2 separate regions of the Mus musculus genome follow, and region 2 is linked to region 1. The links are chromatin contacts, called in public promoter capture Hi-C maps. All regions are on one chromosome and are shown on one strand. The core of a region is the stretch at or near the end of the contact, and the rest is flanking DNA. Distances in the headings are between cores, read along the strand shown. Region 1 holds the start of Cald1 (caldesmon 1). Region 2 has its middle 17 kb from the start of Slc23a4.

Evidence for each region. Promoter capture Hi-C pulls out the DNA fragments that hold promoters and counts their contacts.
Region 2: a promoter capture Hi-C map of cranial neural crest shows a contact between it and region 1. The contact joins the enhancer-like site here to the promoter of Cald1 in region 1. A contact is called at or near these places in 7 of 39 promoter capture datasets (the 3T3-L1 cell line, 3T3-L1-derived adipocytes, the HPC-7 cell line and 3 more).

The regions. Positions count from the first base shown.
Region 1 is chr6:34,596,828-34,600,528 of GRCm38.p6, reverse strand. Cald1 (caldesmon 1) reads right to left here and starts at 2,025. Exons shown (of 14, transcript NM_001347100.1): 1 at 1,864-2,025.
Region 2 is chr6:34,993,107-34,996,987 of GRCm38.p6, reverse strand. No RefSeq gene overlaps it. Among named protein-coding and RNA genes, the nearest start is that of Slc23a4, 17 kb to the right of the region's middle. Within about 2 kb of position 1,532, at least 85 of the 459 cell types and tissues checked have an H3K27ac peak or open chromatin away from gene starts, as enhancers often do.

The DNA.
Region 1 (3,701 bases), core at 776-3,275:
ATTAGATGGTTTTAATGGAATCAAAGTTCCCAGGCTGTGGCTTCACAGAGCTCAACTTACCTCCCTATTAGGGGAAAGCTCTCCCAGATTGTTCTTCACCGGGAGAAAGTAGCATCAAGAACTGCCTGACAGTCACCATGAACTGAAGCCCCTCACTCTGTGTTAGGAGAACACACTCGGTATTATTCCAGAAAATGTTATTTTGTAGTGATTGGGGGTGGGGAGCATGTGAGGGGGATGGGAGAAACTGGTCATAGAGAAAATGAACTTTCAGCCACTCCAGGATGTTGGCTTCAAAGTGGAATTTATCCTCAAATCCAAGATTATAGATTTCCTTCCAAACTGCATTCCCTTCGTGGTTTAGAGAATACTTGAGAAAGAAATTGCTTTCCATGTTTTCATTGACATTAACCCCACCACCACCACCACCCCCCCGTACAAAGTTTGGAACTTGATGTCTTTGGAGGAGGGACAGTAGTCGAGCAGAGCAAACGATTGCCTGCAGCCTTCCCCTCACACTTACACACTTCCTCAGAGACATTCCAGGGAAAGAAACTCACAGGGCAGTCTGTTCTCACGTGTCACTTCTCAAGAAATCCCCACCCTTCTAAACACAAGGATTCCTTAGCAAGTCCCAACCTCAAGGCATCGCAGTCTATGGCAAACATAAATGGAAGCAGCCACCTGGGAACGCTAGAGCTTACTATGAGTATTATTATTTAACTGCTCAGACTTACTCTTCTTCTGCAGGGCACCTTGTCTTCAGTAAGTTCTAGTTCTCGTGTCTGGTTTTGCCTAACACTAAGGGACTGTGCTGCTTCCATTTACAGCCCCACGCGCAGAGCCTCGTTGCCAGCAGGGATCTGGGAATACCAAGCTCTTTGCTCTCTGTTTCTGACCATGGATTGCCATGGCACTGAAATTCCCCCACCCTTTACAATCGGCTCTTTCTAAAAGGAATTACCGACTACTACCAACTTGCGCTACTGACTGAGATGCCCAAATACGTCTGTTTGGAAATAAGAGCTCCTTTCCTTCCTTTCTGGAACGTTCCTCCAGCTCCTATCTTTTCAGACCCTCGGGGGGCATACTTTCCAACAGAAATGAAGATTTCTCAAGAAATATTTTGGTAGGCAGTTACCCATGATTTCTACACACACGCCCACTCATGCACACATTCTCTTGCTGCTCCGGTTTATAGAAAACAAACAGGGCAGGCATCTTCTATTTCAGCAAATAACAGATGAGCGGCACTCGCTGAGTTGGTGCTAGTGGTAGAACTCTGACCTTATTTCTTTACATCTCTGAAATCCCACTTCTAAAATCCTGGTAGCAGAGTAAGAGGAACCCATTACTTAGCTTAAAATTAGCTTAAAACAAAAACCCAAACCCACAACAAAACAAAACAAACATTCTTTGTCTTAACAACGTAAAAAGCCGTTGATGTTATTTTTTTAATTAAAACCTGAATCCTCTTTAAATGTCTGCTGACCAAAGATGGGAAAGAAACTGCTAAAGGGACAGAATCCTCTCACAGCTGCTGGCCTGAGGATTCCGGGTACAGACCACATCCCCCTTGGAACAAAAGCGCATCCTGGGCAAACGCGCTGGTGCTCCCTGATCCTGTCACCAGGAGATGACACCGTTTGTGCCATCTCTATAAACAAAACTTGAAGTTTCATCACATTGACCTTCTGGGAACAGGTCAGGAAGTCCAGGCGCTGGCTTTGAGAATTTACGTGGTCTGTTGCCTGCCTTGAAAGATTTTGCATATCCAGCAGCCTTAGCCAGGAATGTTGCCTGAAACCTGTAGAGCAGCCCCAGCTTCCCTGAAGGCGGAGAAAGAAAGACTTTGTCTCTTACCTCTAGGGCAGCAACTTCTTCCCAAGGAGGGATGTCCTGCTGTCTGAAAGCAGGGATTCCTTTAAGCAACCCAGCAAGAGAGCAAGCAGGCAGGCAGGCAGGCAGGCAGCCTAATGCACACTGCTCTATTCAATAAAACTGCAGACCGCCCTTCCTTGGCCCCTCCCAGAAGTCCATGCTAAGTGAACACATACCCCCTATGTTTACAGTCAGCAGGCGGTGGTATGCATTGTCCTGTAGTTTTTCTAATAGGCAGCCAATGACGACACCCTAGCCAAGGTGATGCTGTCTGCCCGTGCAGATGCCTGTCATTCCCTAGGCATGCTCAGGATATCACTCATCAGAAAAACCAAGTCCTAAAAAGCTTGAAACCGTGAGCAGGCTGCCAAAACCAGCCGGCTCCATGCCCTTTTTTGGTTATCCTAAGCAGGGCCTCCTGGAAGCAGATCCATTGTCAGGAACAATCATAAGAAACGTTAATCTTGGAGAAAGAGGCTGTCTTGTAGAACACAAATAGAGCTTTAAAAAGAAAGTACAGTCCACGAGACAATAAGTGGACAGTTAGACACACTTACAGGGGTGAGGCTGGGGGTGGGAGGAGACATTTTAGTCGAAGAAGCCGTAATAGTGTATTTCTTTGCAAAGCAGTTTCATTATAAAAATAAATTTACATTATTATACGAGTTAAAAATCTGAAGTGGATAAGAAGCAGGGCGGCTGGCTGCACAGGCTAAGTTCTAGCCTAGAATATGTCTATGTGTGTTATGGGAACAACTGACAAAAAGTATAAATAAAATGTATCAGTCTTTTTAGTACATAATGTTGGCCAGGAAAAAAAAAAAAGGTGAGGCCAGAAGCTAGCAGATAGAGTCCTAGGCTTAAGAGAGAGCTTTATTGGCATTTCCTACCAACACCCATCTTCCTTTCTTTCTTCTGTCTTGGCAACAAGGAGATTGTACTAGAAATGTGTAAAAACAAATGTGCAGAGAAGGACATAGAGAGATCCAGGACCTGCTTTGGGGCAGGTATAGATAGACACATATGCTCTCACAGGTGACACAGATGTCCTAGAACATTCTAGAAAGCCAGTGATAGGGGAGCCCTGAAAGATGCTGAGTTACAATGCAGGTCACTGGCCCACACATGCATCCAATTGTGGTCTTGTAGTCTTTGGAACTCATTCAGTCGGTACTTAGCTTTTAAAAAAAATGGAATACTTACTGTTTGTCAGACCTGGGGCTTAGCACGAAATCCATGTTTCATTACTGATACTGTCTCATCACCGACCAAGAAGTTTTAAATATTTCCCCTGGCTAATTACAAGTCCAGAAGCTTAATCAACACATGCAGTCTGACTGAAAAAGCCTTTCTCTATTAATGATGATCTGACAAAGAAGCTGTCTCTATTCAGGAAACAGCCCCCGCCCTTTGTGCTTCCTTGAGAATGCTTGGGAAGCAGTCGGTCCACATGGGTGAGTTTCTTCTCCAGCCCCCAGTTATTAACCAGTCACCCAGAAGTGTCTACATGGACCCCCTACACTTCTTAGGGAGGTAACTTACCTCCTCTGTGTTTCTTGCTTTCTTCTACTAAACAGCTCTAAAAAAAAGTTACAGCAAAGACTACAGGGTCCAGGGAGAGTTGGACTTAAAGCATCCTTGAACCAGAACTGAGAGAGTACTTTCCCAGACACACAAGATAAATAACTTGTTGGTGGGAACCACACTGTTAATGTTGCATTTCAAGTTCACTGTAGCTCAACCAGGTGAGCACAGCCATGTTCAAAATTGTTCTTTTGGGAAACCTCTTTCTGATCCCAGATAAATGATTTGAAAATAAA
Region 2 (3,881 bases), core at 283-2,782, 400 kb before region 1:
GAGCCTGCTTGGGGATTGAACTCAGGGTGTCAGGTGTGGGGACACCTGCCTTTATGCACTGAGCCATCTTGCCAGGCCTCTCAAGTAGCAACTTTTAAAATCAAACACTCTAACACAATACAATCCAAAGGTCTGGGAACCTGATGCTTGTGTGCTGAGGAGCAATGGTAGGGAAATGCTAATGTCCTTTCCATAGTTAAGCTACTGTGTTTCTGTAAGAGCAGAGAACCCTGTGTGTGCAGTAAACAGCCTTCACTTTTTGAATCTCAGCCAGGCACTTCAGTCAGCATTCAGTGGCTGGCATGATGGCATCAGTGCAAAGTGACATGTTCTACTCTTGGAGCCAAGGGCGATGAACACCAATGGAAATTCCTCTGATTCACAACGATTTTAATTTTGAATTCATTTTTGGGTCCTTTTACTATTGGCAAGTTCATCAGCACCCTCCCATCCAGGTCCACGACTTGAGGCTGCAACCCAGTTCAAGAGCGAGAACTCTAGCCCTCATCTCAGCCGAGAGCGTGCAGTGGTCCTCGCACTTCCTTGATTAATGTCTTTCTCTCCCGCCAGATGGTGAATTCCATGAGGGCAGGGATGTGTGTCGGGTTTGCTGACTTTGGTACACTCACCACCTGGCACGATGCTCAAAACACCACACAGTAGCTGAGCGCTGTAGGATGTGCTGTGTGGTTGATGGGTGGATGGCTGGGAGGGAGGAGGAAGGGGGAAGAGGAAGAAAGAATCATTTAGGTACTTGTCATGCGTGTGGTGTATGTTCACGTGTGTGTGCACTTGTGTCTGGGTGTGAATGTATATGGGTGCGTGCACGTGGAGGCCACAGGTCTGTGTCTGCTTTCTCCAGTGACTCTCCTCTTCAGTCACCGAGGCAGGGTCTTTCACTTGCACCCCAAGCTTGCTGATTTGGCTGTTATAGCTAGCCAACTTGCCTCTCTCCCCATCCCAACTGCTGGGGTTATGGGTGGCTTTCAAGTTCATCCAGAATTTTCATAGGTGCCGGGATCCAAATTCTGATCCTCGCTCCCACCTGCATGGCCAGTGCTCTCACGGAGCCATCTCCTTGTCCCAGGATATTCATTTTAAACAACACTCTCATTTAGATCTCTCTCACCTGCTCATATGGTACTACAGATTGAAGACAATGTTATTTCTCTCCTATCCAGTCCTCAGTAGACTGGGCAGGGGATCCTTTGATAAAGGCCAGGACATATGCCTTGGCTGGGGAACATTCTGTGCTGAGACAGAAAAGTTCCGTGCCAGGCTCCCGGCCCCCAAACCTCCAGCCCTTTCAGTCCAGAGAGCATCCTGGAATGTCAGCACCACAGACAGAGCCCAACCCTCAGTTCTGGAAGGTGGGGTGTGTTCAGGATTCTGGCCAGGCCGGTAGGCTGGCTTATTTCGCCTCTAGGTGGAAGGGCGCTGTTTTTTATTTGTCCGCTGGGTGGCACTGTGGCCTTGTTCTCTATTTCCTGACGCTCTGACCGGTGATAGGTCAGAAGTTTTGTCTCCCCCTATTCGCTCAGCCCCAAACTTGAGAAAGAAAGACTTGGATCAGTCTAGACAATACAGTCATGGGTTGCAGTCTCTGTGTGCCGCAGGGCAGGCAGTAACCCTGTTCGATTTCAGCAGCGCGGTGCGAGTGGAGTGCTTGCTGAAGGATCACACTGCCTGCAGTGCAGTCCCACAAGCCGGACACCTCAGCTCCCATATTGTTTCTGCAGATACCCAAGCTGAGCAGTCAGATGGTAGGAACACTTGTGACGCTCAGTTTCCCTGCCTCCTCCTAGGTCCCTGTACCCAAAAGGCCCAGCACTGACCGTGGGAGTCCATTGTGTCCAGAACAAACAACCTGAAACGCTGCTTCATAGCATCTTCTCCTGGTGCTAGCATGTGGTCCAGAAGATAGAGACAGCCAGGATGTTGGCAGAAGGCTCTGGGTGCTCTGGGGTGAGCATTTATGGAGGGCTCGGGAGTTACTGGGAAATAGACTTCATGAGAAGTCAAGAGGCAACAGCTCCTGTGAAAGCCATGGGTCGCAGCGTGTTCATTGTGGGTGTGGTCACCATTGGTGACTCCACGTGTCAGCACTGTCTTCCTGGAGACAAGCCAGTACTGGGCTGCCTGTTAGCCGGCACCTCTCTCAGCCCCCAAAAGGAAGCCATGGAGCCCAGTGGTCTGCTACTCAAGGAGCTGAAAGGAGGCAGGCTGGGTTCTTCAGCTCAGGGTCACTACCAACTCAAGAAGCAGTGTCCAAAAGAGGGTAACCTTCCCATACTGCAGGACCCATACCGAGCAGGACGCTCAGCGAGCTTCTACTGCACAACACCCAAGCAGGCTCACTGACCCTGAGGTATGAAAGAGGGACAGGAACCCCGATGGGGACATGCAGTGAAAAGGGAGCCCTAGACTCCCGGGAATTCTCCAGCACAGCTCACATGTGCTGTAACGCTGCGACACTGAGACAATGCTGCTTTTATATAGAAATGCTTTCAAATGAGAAGGTTAAAATAGCAAGAAATCAGGGTTAAGGTCTGAGTGGATGTCTCCTGGTATAGTGCATACATGACCTTAGTCCCTCCCAGGCGTGATCCGGAACCTCGCACACAGGACCGGTAGCTTCCTATGAGCTAGACTTTTATGGTAATCCTGTCAGGTGCTCTAGAAAACTTTTAGAGAGATTCTCCACTTACCATCTATGCCTATGCACAATTGAGAGAGAGAGAGAGAGAGAGAGAGAGAGAGAGAGAGAGAGAGAGAATCATGCATTATGGGAAAGGACACACTTTCGAAAGTAAACGTATTAGCAAGCTACCCATCTATCAATCCACCAATCAAAATAGAGAACTGTGTTATATCCCTTAGCAACCAAGCTCCTCTTCCTCCTCCTCTTCCTTCTCTTGAGTCCCATACAAGGAAGCCCTGACAGTAATCAGGGCCCTGAGTGTGCCCTGTCCTATAGCCAGCTGTTAATCTCCACAGCGTGTCCCTATTTGATCTCTGCTATCAATTTGCTCTAAATAAAATTATTTCGCTGCTTTGGCAAATTTGTATGACTCTTATTTTCAGTTCTTTGGATTAAGAGGCCAAAAACCTGGAAACATCCATACCAAACTCTGACTGCCAACAACAGAACCAGCTTTTGAATTGTGATGAGAACCGCAGTTTGGGGGACACAGTGTCTCTGGGAACTCTAACCCCATGCTACCCTCTATCTTTCATTTCCAAACTTCTATTATATTACACAAGAGAATGCAAAGTTCTCCTATGCATTTGAACTGACTTAGGGGGCTGGAGATGTAGTTAAGTTGAAAGGGTGCTTTCTTAGCATATGTGAAGCTTCAATTTCCACTACTGTGTGAACAGGGTATGATTGTACATGCCTGTAATCCCAGCACTGGGCAAGCAGAGGCAAGAGGGTAAGGGTCCATGGTCAGTCTTGGCTATCTAATGAGTGAGACTATCCTGGGCCACAAAAGACCAGCCTCAAAATAAAAATAAAGGGCACATTATAGCTGTCTCCTGAGAGGCACTGCCAGTGCCCGACATATACAGAAGTGGATGCTCAAAGCCATCCATTGGACAGAGCACAGGGTCCCCAATGAAGGAGCTAGAGAAAGTAACCAAGGAGCTGAAGGGATTCGCAGCCCCATAGGAGGAACAACAATATGAACTAACCAGTACCCCCAGAGCTCCCTGGGACTAAACCACCAATCAAAGAAACACACGGAGGCGCTCGTGGCTCTAGCTGCATATGTAGCAGAGGATGGCCTAGTTGGTCATCAATGGGAGGAAAGACTCTTAGTCCTGTGAAGATTCTATGCCCCAGTATAGGGGAATGCCTGGCCAGGGAATCGGGAGTGGGT